3 separate regions of the Mus musculus genome follow, and all the other regions are linked to region 3. Evidence: chromatin contacts called from public promoter capture Hi-C data. All regions are on one chromosome and are shown on one strand. Each heading gives the region's core, a stretch centred on a gene start, on an enhancer-like site or on the middle of the called end of the contact. The rest is flanking DNA. Distances are from core to core; before and after follow the strand shown. Region 1 holds the start of Prkra (protein kinase, interferon inducible double stranded RNA dependent activator). Region 2 holds the start of Rbm45 (RNA binding motif protein 45). Region 3 holds the start of Sestd1 (SEC14 and spectrin domains 1).

Region 1 (2,700 bases), core at 92-2,591, 630 kb before region 3:
TGGACACACACTCAAGCGTGGTAGGTACCAAGAATCCGAAGTTCCAGATGTGTCCATAAAAAGGGAAACTCGGAAAATTCTGACGGCGTGGCTACTAGCCTCTGCGCTGGTAACTTTGTAACTTTGAAAGGCGATAGCACCCACGGACTTGGCTATCGGAGCTCCAAGAATATTTCCAGTTTTTAATTCTTAAGAGGAACTTTAGCCGGCTCCCCAGGTACTGGAAAGTGTGCAGGATGCTGGGAGTGTCTGAGCTTCCTTACATCTTAGCGAGACAGAACTAGGGAGCGAAACAAATGAAGTTGATCCTGGAGTCTCTTGTCTTCAGAGTACACTCCCACAGCCATCTTAATTAAAAGGGCGCTTTTCCTTACTGAAAAGCAACATAGAATCAGGGCCTCCAATCCACATGGTCATGGGGAATTAACTGCATACAGACCTGTGCAAGTTATGTCACCAACGGTTACTCTGAAGGTGAAAGTGGGCACGTGTACTTGCACATCGGATCTTTCACATTCATAAACTGGAATGTTCTTGGTCTTCATGCCGTACTCGTGCAATACCTGAATCGGTGTTTTCCCAGGCTTAGCTGTTATCATCTTGCCCAAACTGCAAAAACCAGAAAAAAACGTAGGCATTGCACGTCAAAGCTGAAAGGGAAGCAAAAGCATCCACTTCTCAGTTTTGACAGTCACAAATGGTGACAAAAAGGTTCTGCAGCTCCCCAGCGGCCAGGATCAGTGGCAAGGCCTGGGCGAGCACCTGTCCCCGGGTGCTGCAGCCCATGGAGGAGAGTGGAGAGGTCTGTACAGAGAACTTGAGAGCGGTGGGAGGGATGCTGAAAGAAATCGGGTGGGCTTGGACTAGGCAGCTAGACACCCGGGTCTGCGCCTCAACACTGATCAAGTCCTCCCGATCGGCTAGCTGCCTAGGGTCACTAGAGGGGCGGGGCGCGCAGCAGACCCCCAGGGCCCGGAGGGCGGGCCCAGCGCCACGCCGGGAGAGGGGGGAGCTTTACCCAGAATGCTGCCCGACAGCCGGCTCCCTGCCCCTGCCCCGCTGCCCACCCGTCTTGGGCCTTGAGGCCTCGACGGCCCGGCGCTGACCTGAAGGTCCCGCTGTCCTCGCGCTGCAGCGGCGGGGCCTCGGCACGATGCCTGCTATGGGACATGGCGAGAAGGGACGGCTGGCCACAGCAATCAAGAGAAGTGTGGATCTGGGTCCTCCCTCTCCACGTCGGCCAGTTCCCGAGAGGAGCGTGCCCGCGCTGCCGCTTGGACGCCCCTCGAATCGCTGCCTGCCTCCCTCCAGCTAAGGGACAGGAGGAGAAGGAAGGAGAGGCGGGGCCTCGGCGCGGAAGAGCCGGCCACACCCCCTCTCTGCCCAGCCTCTCTGCCCCGCCCCTCTCTGCCATGCTCAGCCCCTCGATGTTCTTGCTCCACTTTGCCACAGTGCTCAGCCCTTTCCCGTTCCTCGGGCTCCGCCCTCTCTGCCAAGTTTCTGTCCTTCCCAGCTACCGCCCGCTCTCTAGTTGGGTTCCCAGAGCTTCTCAGAGCCCGGCCCCGCCCCTCCTGCGACCTGGCTCCGCCCTCTCTGCCAGTCCGGGCTCTTCCCAGCCTCTGCAGGCGCCTCCCCCCACCCCCCGTTCCGCTTCCAAAGCTTCTGAGCGCCCGGCCCCGCCCCTCACCCTTCTAGGCCCCGCCTCCATTGCATGTCCCGGCTCTTCCCGGCTCCTGCCTGCACCCCGCTTCGGTTCCCCGAGTTTCCCCTCCCGCCTTTAGTGGTGCAGAGAGCCTCAGTCCTTTGTCCTTAAAGGGAGGTGGCTTCCTTCTCAGCGAGAAAGCTAGTAGTAGGCTACGAGCCTAGCATGTTTGAGGAGCAAGGAAAAAAGATTAAGGGTTGGACTACTTTAAGAAAGATTTAAAAATTCGAATGGTAAATTACTAAGAAAATTGTGGATCTTGGCCCCGAAACTTGAGACCCGAGAGCGTCAGCTAAGGGGCAGCCAGTGGCTTTAAGAGCCCTGGATCCCTGGGCCCGCTGCTGTCTGGCGGGCCCGCTGCTGTCTGGCGGACTCTTGTGACCTGCTTAGGATAGTGGTTTTCATTCTTCCTAATGCTGTGACCCTTTAATTCAGTTCCTCATGTCGTGGTGACAACCCCTTCTCCCCCTCGCCAACTATAATATTATTTCTTGCTACTTCATATCTGTAGTTTTGCTACTATAATGCAACCCCAGGGGACTTGCAACCCACAGGTTTAGAACCTCTGCTTTGGGAACATGTGGGATCCCCAAAGAGATGCTGGAGGTGGAGTGCATAGCAAGGATATTTAGACCAGTTTCCAGGATTGCTCTTCCGGTTGACCTGTGCAATGGAGAGTGATGACGTTAACCTGGAACGCTCCACCTACAGAGTATGTTGTGGGTGTGTTAGCGCTTCAGAGCGTCTTAGAATTTGTGAACTATTTGCACAATGGCTCCTGTGTTTACTTAATGCTCTAGAATTGAATTCTAGAAATATTCTTACTGAGAGACTCCTAAAAGGTTTTTTTGTTTGCTTGTTTGTTTGTTTGTTTGTTTGTTTTTTAATGGAAGTTTTAGGTTGATGTACAAAAGTATTTGGTTCTGTGATGGAAATTTGTTTTGGTTGTATGAGAGCCCAAACACTTGGAAGCAAGGAAAAAATATCCGGAATTGAAC
Region 2 (2,700 bases), core at 112-2,611, 910 kb before region 3:
CGTGCATCTTGGATGGGCTGCGGTAGCTGCGTAGATCACACACACAGCTGCCTCTGGGCCTGGTTCTGTTACCTGTGCATCTTAACTTTGAGCCTCAGATTTCCTCATCTCTAAAAATAGGGATAAGGATTCCATGGTTGTAAAAGGCTCCTTTCAGCCATCAGACTCTATGGTTTTAACTCTTAGTATTCTATTGCTGCGAAGAGACACCATGACCACGGTAACTCTTATAAAGGAAAGCATTTCACTGGGGCTGGCTTACACTTTCAGAGGTTGAGTCCACCGTCATCATGGCGGGAAGGATAGCAGCAGGCAGAGATAATAGTGCTGGAGAAGCCGCTGGAAGTTCTACCTCCAGGTCCAAAGACAAGAGGGAAAGAAGGCACTGCTACTGAAACTCCCAAAGCTCAACCTCACACTTCCTACAAGGCCACACCCACTCTAACTAGGCCACACCCATCCTAACAAGGCCACGCCAAAACGGTGATGAAGACTGTGTTTTCACCAAAATTTCAGACAAACTCCCCCCAGGTCTTCTGCTTGACTAGATCCAACTTCCAGCTTTCTGTTCTAGGGGAATCTAATTGGAGGACAAATCCTGATAAGTCAGTTTCGCCATAATTCTTATCCTTGATGTCTGACTGCTGTTAATGTCTTTTTTTTTTTTTTTTTTTTTTTTTTTGGTTTTTCGAAACAGGGGTTCTCTGTATAGCCCTGGCTGTCCTGGAACTCACTTTGTAGACCAGGCTGGCCTCAAACTCAGAAATCCACCTGCTGCTGCATCCCAAGTGCTGGGATTAAAGGCGTGCGCCACCACTGCCCGGCTGTTAATGTTTTATTACTTATCAACTTATCACTTATCTACAGCCTAAGTTCTGGGAAGCAGATCTACTGAGAGTCTCTCTTACCCCGCGATCTTCAGTAATTGTCCTTATACTAACTCATATTGTACTGTCCTCCATTTATCTTACTGGAACCAAGTCCAGTCTCTCCCCCTTACTGCAAGACCCCAACGCAATGGTCCTTTGTACCTGTCTCTATGGACCATTTTGAGTGAAGCCTGCCTGCTTTTTGTATATTTTTGGTGTGGTGCTTTTGCTGACCTCAAATTTACTATGTAGCCCAGGAGGCCTCAAATGTAGCAATCTGATTACAGGCTTAGTAGAAGCCAGCTTTGGGAAGGCTTAAGAATCAGGCAGGTGGATCTTTTTAGCCACAGGGCAAAGTGGTTTGCATAAACCCATTCTTGGTTTTCCCTGGGACTGAAGATTTGAGATTGCTGAGTCCACCGTGGCACCAGGGGGCGCTGCAGAATGTTCCCGGAAGCCCGCAGACCTCACTGCGGGACGCACCTGCTTTCCGGCTCTCGGCTCTTCCGGAAGCGGAGCTGCTTACCGGCGTGGGGCGAGACGGGGAGCTGCCGGGAAGCGGCCGGGAAGCGGCCGAGAACCTGCCGGGTGAACAGGGCCTGCAGGGGGGCTGCGCCTGGGTCCCGCGTGGGGCGCCATGGACGACGCCGGCGGCTTGGGAGGCAGCGGAGGATTCCGCCCGGGCGTAGACAGCCTGGATGAGCCGCCCAACAGCCGCATTTTTCTAGTGATCAGCAAGCACACATCCGAATTGGTGCTGAGGGAGCGCTTCTCGCCCTTCGGAGACATCCAGGACATCTGGGTGGTGCGCGACAAGCACACTAAGGAGTCCAAGGGCGTGGCCTTCGTCAAGTTCGCGCGCAGCTCACAGGCCTGCCGGGCAATGGAGGAGATGCACGGACAGTGCCTGGGTCCCAGCGACACCAAGCCCATCAAGGTGCGGGGCTGAGGTGCCTGGTTTAGGGTGTGTGAGGTAGAGATGCCCAGGTTGGGGTGTTTGGGATATGGGTGCCCGGGGTTGAGGGTGCTCGCGAGGGTGACGGCGGTATGGGTTGGGGTCTCTCCCGCCCCTTTGCTGCGCCGGGGATGCTGTGCATCTGGTAGGAGAGGGGTTGGATTCTGCACGCACCGTGAGTGTGCCGAGGATGGCTTGGAGGAGCGGATCCCCGGCCTCTGGCCAAAGGAGCCTCTTACCCTGGGAACAGATTGGGTAGCCACATCCAAGGATAGCACAACTGTGGCTGACCTCGTAAGTCAGTCAACCTCCTGTCCCCGTCTTCCTGTCTATTGTGAAAACTTTTCTGAGCTTCCTCTCTCGAACACTGTAATTACCTTCGCGACTAGAAAATTTAGTTTTAGGGTTTTTTTTCCTCGTGTATTTTACTTTTACAAAGCTTGAAGGATCTCTTAAGTAAAAAAAAAATTACAGCACCATGCCTATAAACAGAAAATTATCAAAGTAAAAGTATTTTGTGACAAGCTATGCTATACTGGAAAGGGGCAAACCTAGAAAACGGTGCAAGGTGTGGGGGAATTCTGGTTTGGGTTTTGTAAGAATACCATTTACGAGTGTTCATGGACTGTGGGCTAGAGTGTCTCCAGCCCCTCTTCTATGCTGCACCTGGGCATGGGGAGGGGAGTTAGAGGGTAGTAGGGGCAGAGAAAGGCAGAGGGAGAGGAGGAGGGGGAGGGAAAGAAGAAGGAGCAGGAGGAAGAAGAAGAAGAGAGAAAGAAAAGGAAGAAGAAAGAAGAGGCCAGCCATGAGCACGTAGAGAAGGGGAAATAAATGGGGGCGGGGGGAGAGCAAGGGAGGAACGGGGTTAAAATTTTT
Region 3 (2,752 bases), core at 150-2,649:
CTGCTTCCATCACTGCATCCTAATCTCTTCCATGGACCAAGGCTCATTCACAGTGGTTAAAATGCAGGTAAACTTTAAAAGCATAGAGTAGGGCCAATGTTTAAGGTTAAATTGATCTGGGATGTCTGAATACATATTTAGCAAAATGATTTCCTGGAATTGGGGATATAAAAACAATCAATAGAGATGTGCAAATGCTTAGTAATTCCTTTGGAGTTTTGTTGTCGTCATTGTTACAGGGTAAAGGCAGCCACCAAGTTCTGTCCACAAAAAAGTATTATGTATAAAGGCTTCCTGGTTCTAGAACAAAGAAAGTATTTTATTGCCTAAAGCAAAGGGAAGATATTTTCCTTCTATTTAGTATTGTTATACTAAAATAGCATACCAATGAAACCAGCTAGGTGTGACAAGTCCCAAGGTTTGTAAACAAAGATAACTGTTCTTTATTGTGATTTCTTCCTTGATAGGGGTAAATCCACCCCCCTAAAAAAAATAAAATAAAATTGATTCAACCAAAGAAAACCACAGGGATTTTCCAACATGGGGGGTGGGTACCCTGAATGACAATGTTAATGTGAGAGATTGTCAAACTGCTGGCAGGCATGGTGGGTTATGCTGGATACAGACAAAACCTAAAGACAGCTAGGACCTGTCAAACAGCAGCTGTCTAGTTATTCCCACAGCAGAATTCCCAACTTCTCTGGGTGAGGGCCATGTGTGAGAAGGTGTCAAAGCCTGGAGAGTCAAGGGGTCGTCAGTGTCTGTATGCCCAGCCACAGACAGGGTGAATCCCACCATCCCCTCCAGAGCCGGGCATACTGAGACTGTCCTTCTTTCTAAGGGACACTAGATATCTCAGGTCCCCGCACCCTGGCCAAGTATCTCCGGCCTCCCTTTGTGGCCCTCTGTGACTGGAGGGCTGTGACCCGCCCGCAGGCCCCGGAGAAGCCGAGCCCTACGGCAACCCCGGAGCTCCGGCCCTGCAGCCCGCGTCCCGCACCGGCAGCTACCGGCACACACAAAGGAGCGGGCCGGGATGCGGGGGCGCGGGGGCTTGCCTGGGATGCTCGCACGCGGGGAGGGAGTGGAACCCCATGAATCCAGGCTGACACTCAAACCTGTTGCTGGATTCGGGGCCCAGGGACCCCGCCAGGGCGCGGGCGCAACGGGTGCGGGCCGAGGCCGAGGCGGCGGGAGCGGGGAGGGCCCGCGGGGCTCGCACCTCGGGCGCTTTGTCTGCGGCGGGCGCGGACCAGCCGGCGGCGTAGCAGGGTGGGGGAACCGCCGCCGCCCTCCCGCCCGCGCCACGCGCGTCCCTGTCCCGCGCGGCCTGCGCCCCCCGCCCCGCGCGGCCGCACTCACCTGGCTGGCGCGGGCCGGGCTGGCGGGCGTTGGGGACGACGCGGGGACGCCGGCGCGGCGGGCGGAGAGCTGGGCGAGGCGGGAGGGAGGCGGGCCGGGGGCGGAGCGGCCCGGGCGGCGGGCCCGCGGCAAATCGCTGCCCGGCCCTCCGTGCGTCAGGCTGGGGGGCGGCGGCGCGGGTGGCCCGGCCACCTCCCGGCACCCGCGGCCTGGCCCTGTCCGCGCGACCTCGCGTGCGCCCGTGGCGGCCGCGCGGAGACCCCGCCCGGCGCGGAAGGGGGCGGGGCACTTGGGATTGACGTCCTGTGGTCCCCACCCCGTAGAGCTTGACCGCGTGGGTGGTGGAAGCTACCCGGGCCGGGGGTCAGGAAGTGTGGCTGGAGTGGTCCTAACACTCTTTTATTTGTTTTCTCCTGCTTCACCCATCTCCCACTTCCATAGTCTCTAAGGTCTCCCCTAGTGTAGAAACCCCTGTGTGCTGGGATGCCTGTGGTACCATGCACACAGGGTTGGAAACTGGAGGGGCAAAAGCTGGTTGGGATTCCAGACTTTTGTTTGACTCTGGGGATCTTTCTATTGGATGATCCAAAATTCACAAACGGGGCTTTCTGACGATGACTACCTCAGTATCCTCTTTTATTATTTTATTGCACAAGTCACTTTTAGGTCATTTCCTGAATTCAGTTCAAAAGAGTCATCCGCACAAAACCACAATGGCCACATGGTCGCTATGCCTGGTCTTCCATAGGATGCACAAGGCCACCCCAGTATAACCCAGTTTCGTTAACAATCTCTCTCCATTCCAAATAAGCACCCAACTTTCTCTGTTTAAGCTGCTTGGCTGAAAATAGAAGAGCAATTTCTTCCTGTTAATTCTGGGTGACAAATCTGTGTCTATTGCTACTACTTGGTCAAAGAAATCCTACTGTTAGCCACTCTTGAGAGCCATGGCTTTCTAGATTCACTTCTGCTTGAGTTCCATGTAACTGCCAACCCTCCCCCGGCCCCCAATCGAAGCCCAGCGTGCCTCTTCTGTATCTAAAAACCCTCATAGGTTGTGTATGTAGACTAGAATCCGCAGTAGACTCCACAACCTCTTCACCTGCTGTTCTATCTTCTGCCACATCCACACACCACACAGATTCCACAGGCTCTGAGGCTATGCTTCCATAGCTCCTCCCACTTGAAATCCATCCCTTGCATAGCCAGATGAACTCCTACCATCCCCAAAGACAGCTCATGACTTCTTCCTAGTACTGGCTCACAGGCCAGCCTCATCCCACACACCATAAACTAGACACTCTGTCCTCTCTACTTTCATAGAACCTTTGAGTTCCTGTGATTATCTTTACTACTTTCTTTCTTTGGTGGTCTTTTCTTCCTGGACCGT

Evidence for each region. Promoter capture Hi-C pulls out the DNA fragments that hold promoters and counts their contacts.
Region 1: a promoter capture Hi-C map of liver shows a contact between it and region 3, with 2.2 times the contacts expected there. The contact joins the promoter of Prkra here to the promoter of Sestd1 in region 3. A contact is called at or near these places in 2 of 39 promoter capture datasets (the 3T3-L1 cell line and liver), 1 of 115 datasets of contacts at active chromatin or transcription factors (pancreatic cancer cells) and 1 of 9 other capture datasets (adipose tissue).
Region 2: a contact with region 3 is called in a promoter capture Hi-C map of liver, with 2.3 times the contacts expected there. The contact joins the promoter of Rbm45 here to the promoter of Sestd1 in region 3. A contact is called at or near these places in 2 of 39 promoter capture datasets (the 3T3-L1 cell line and liver).

The regions. Positions count from the first base shown.
Region 1 is chr2:76,646,686-76,649,385 of GRCm38.p6, forward strand. It overlaps Prkra (protein kinase, interferon inducible double stranded RNA dependent activator), which reads right to left and starts at 1,342. Exons shown (of 8, transcript NM_011871.3): 1 at 1,107-1,342; 2 at 440-609. The coding sequence starts at 1,171.
Region 2 is chr2:76,368,623-76,371,322 of GRCm38.p6, forward strand. Rbm45 (RNA binding motif protein 45) reads left to right here and starts at 1,362. Exons shown (of 10, transcript NM_153405.2): 1 at 1,362-1,806. The coding sequence starts at 1,507.
Region 3 is chr2:77,279,193-77,281,944 of GRCm38.p6, forward strand. Sestd1 (SEC14 and spectrin domains 1) reads right to left here and starts at 1,400. Exons shown (of 18, transcript NM_175465.6): 1 at 1,363-1,400.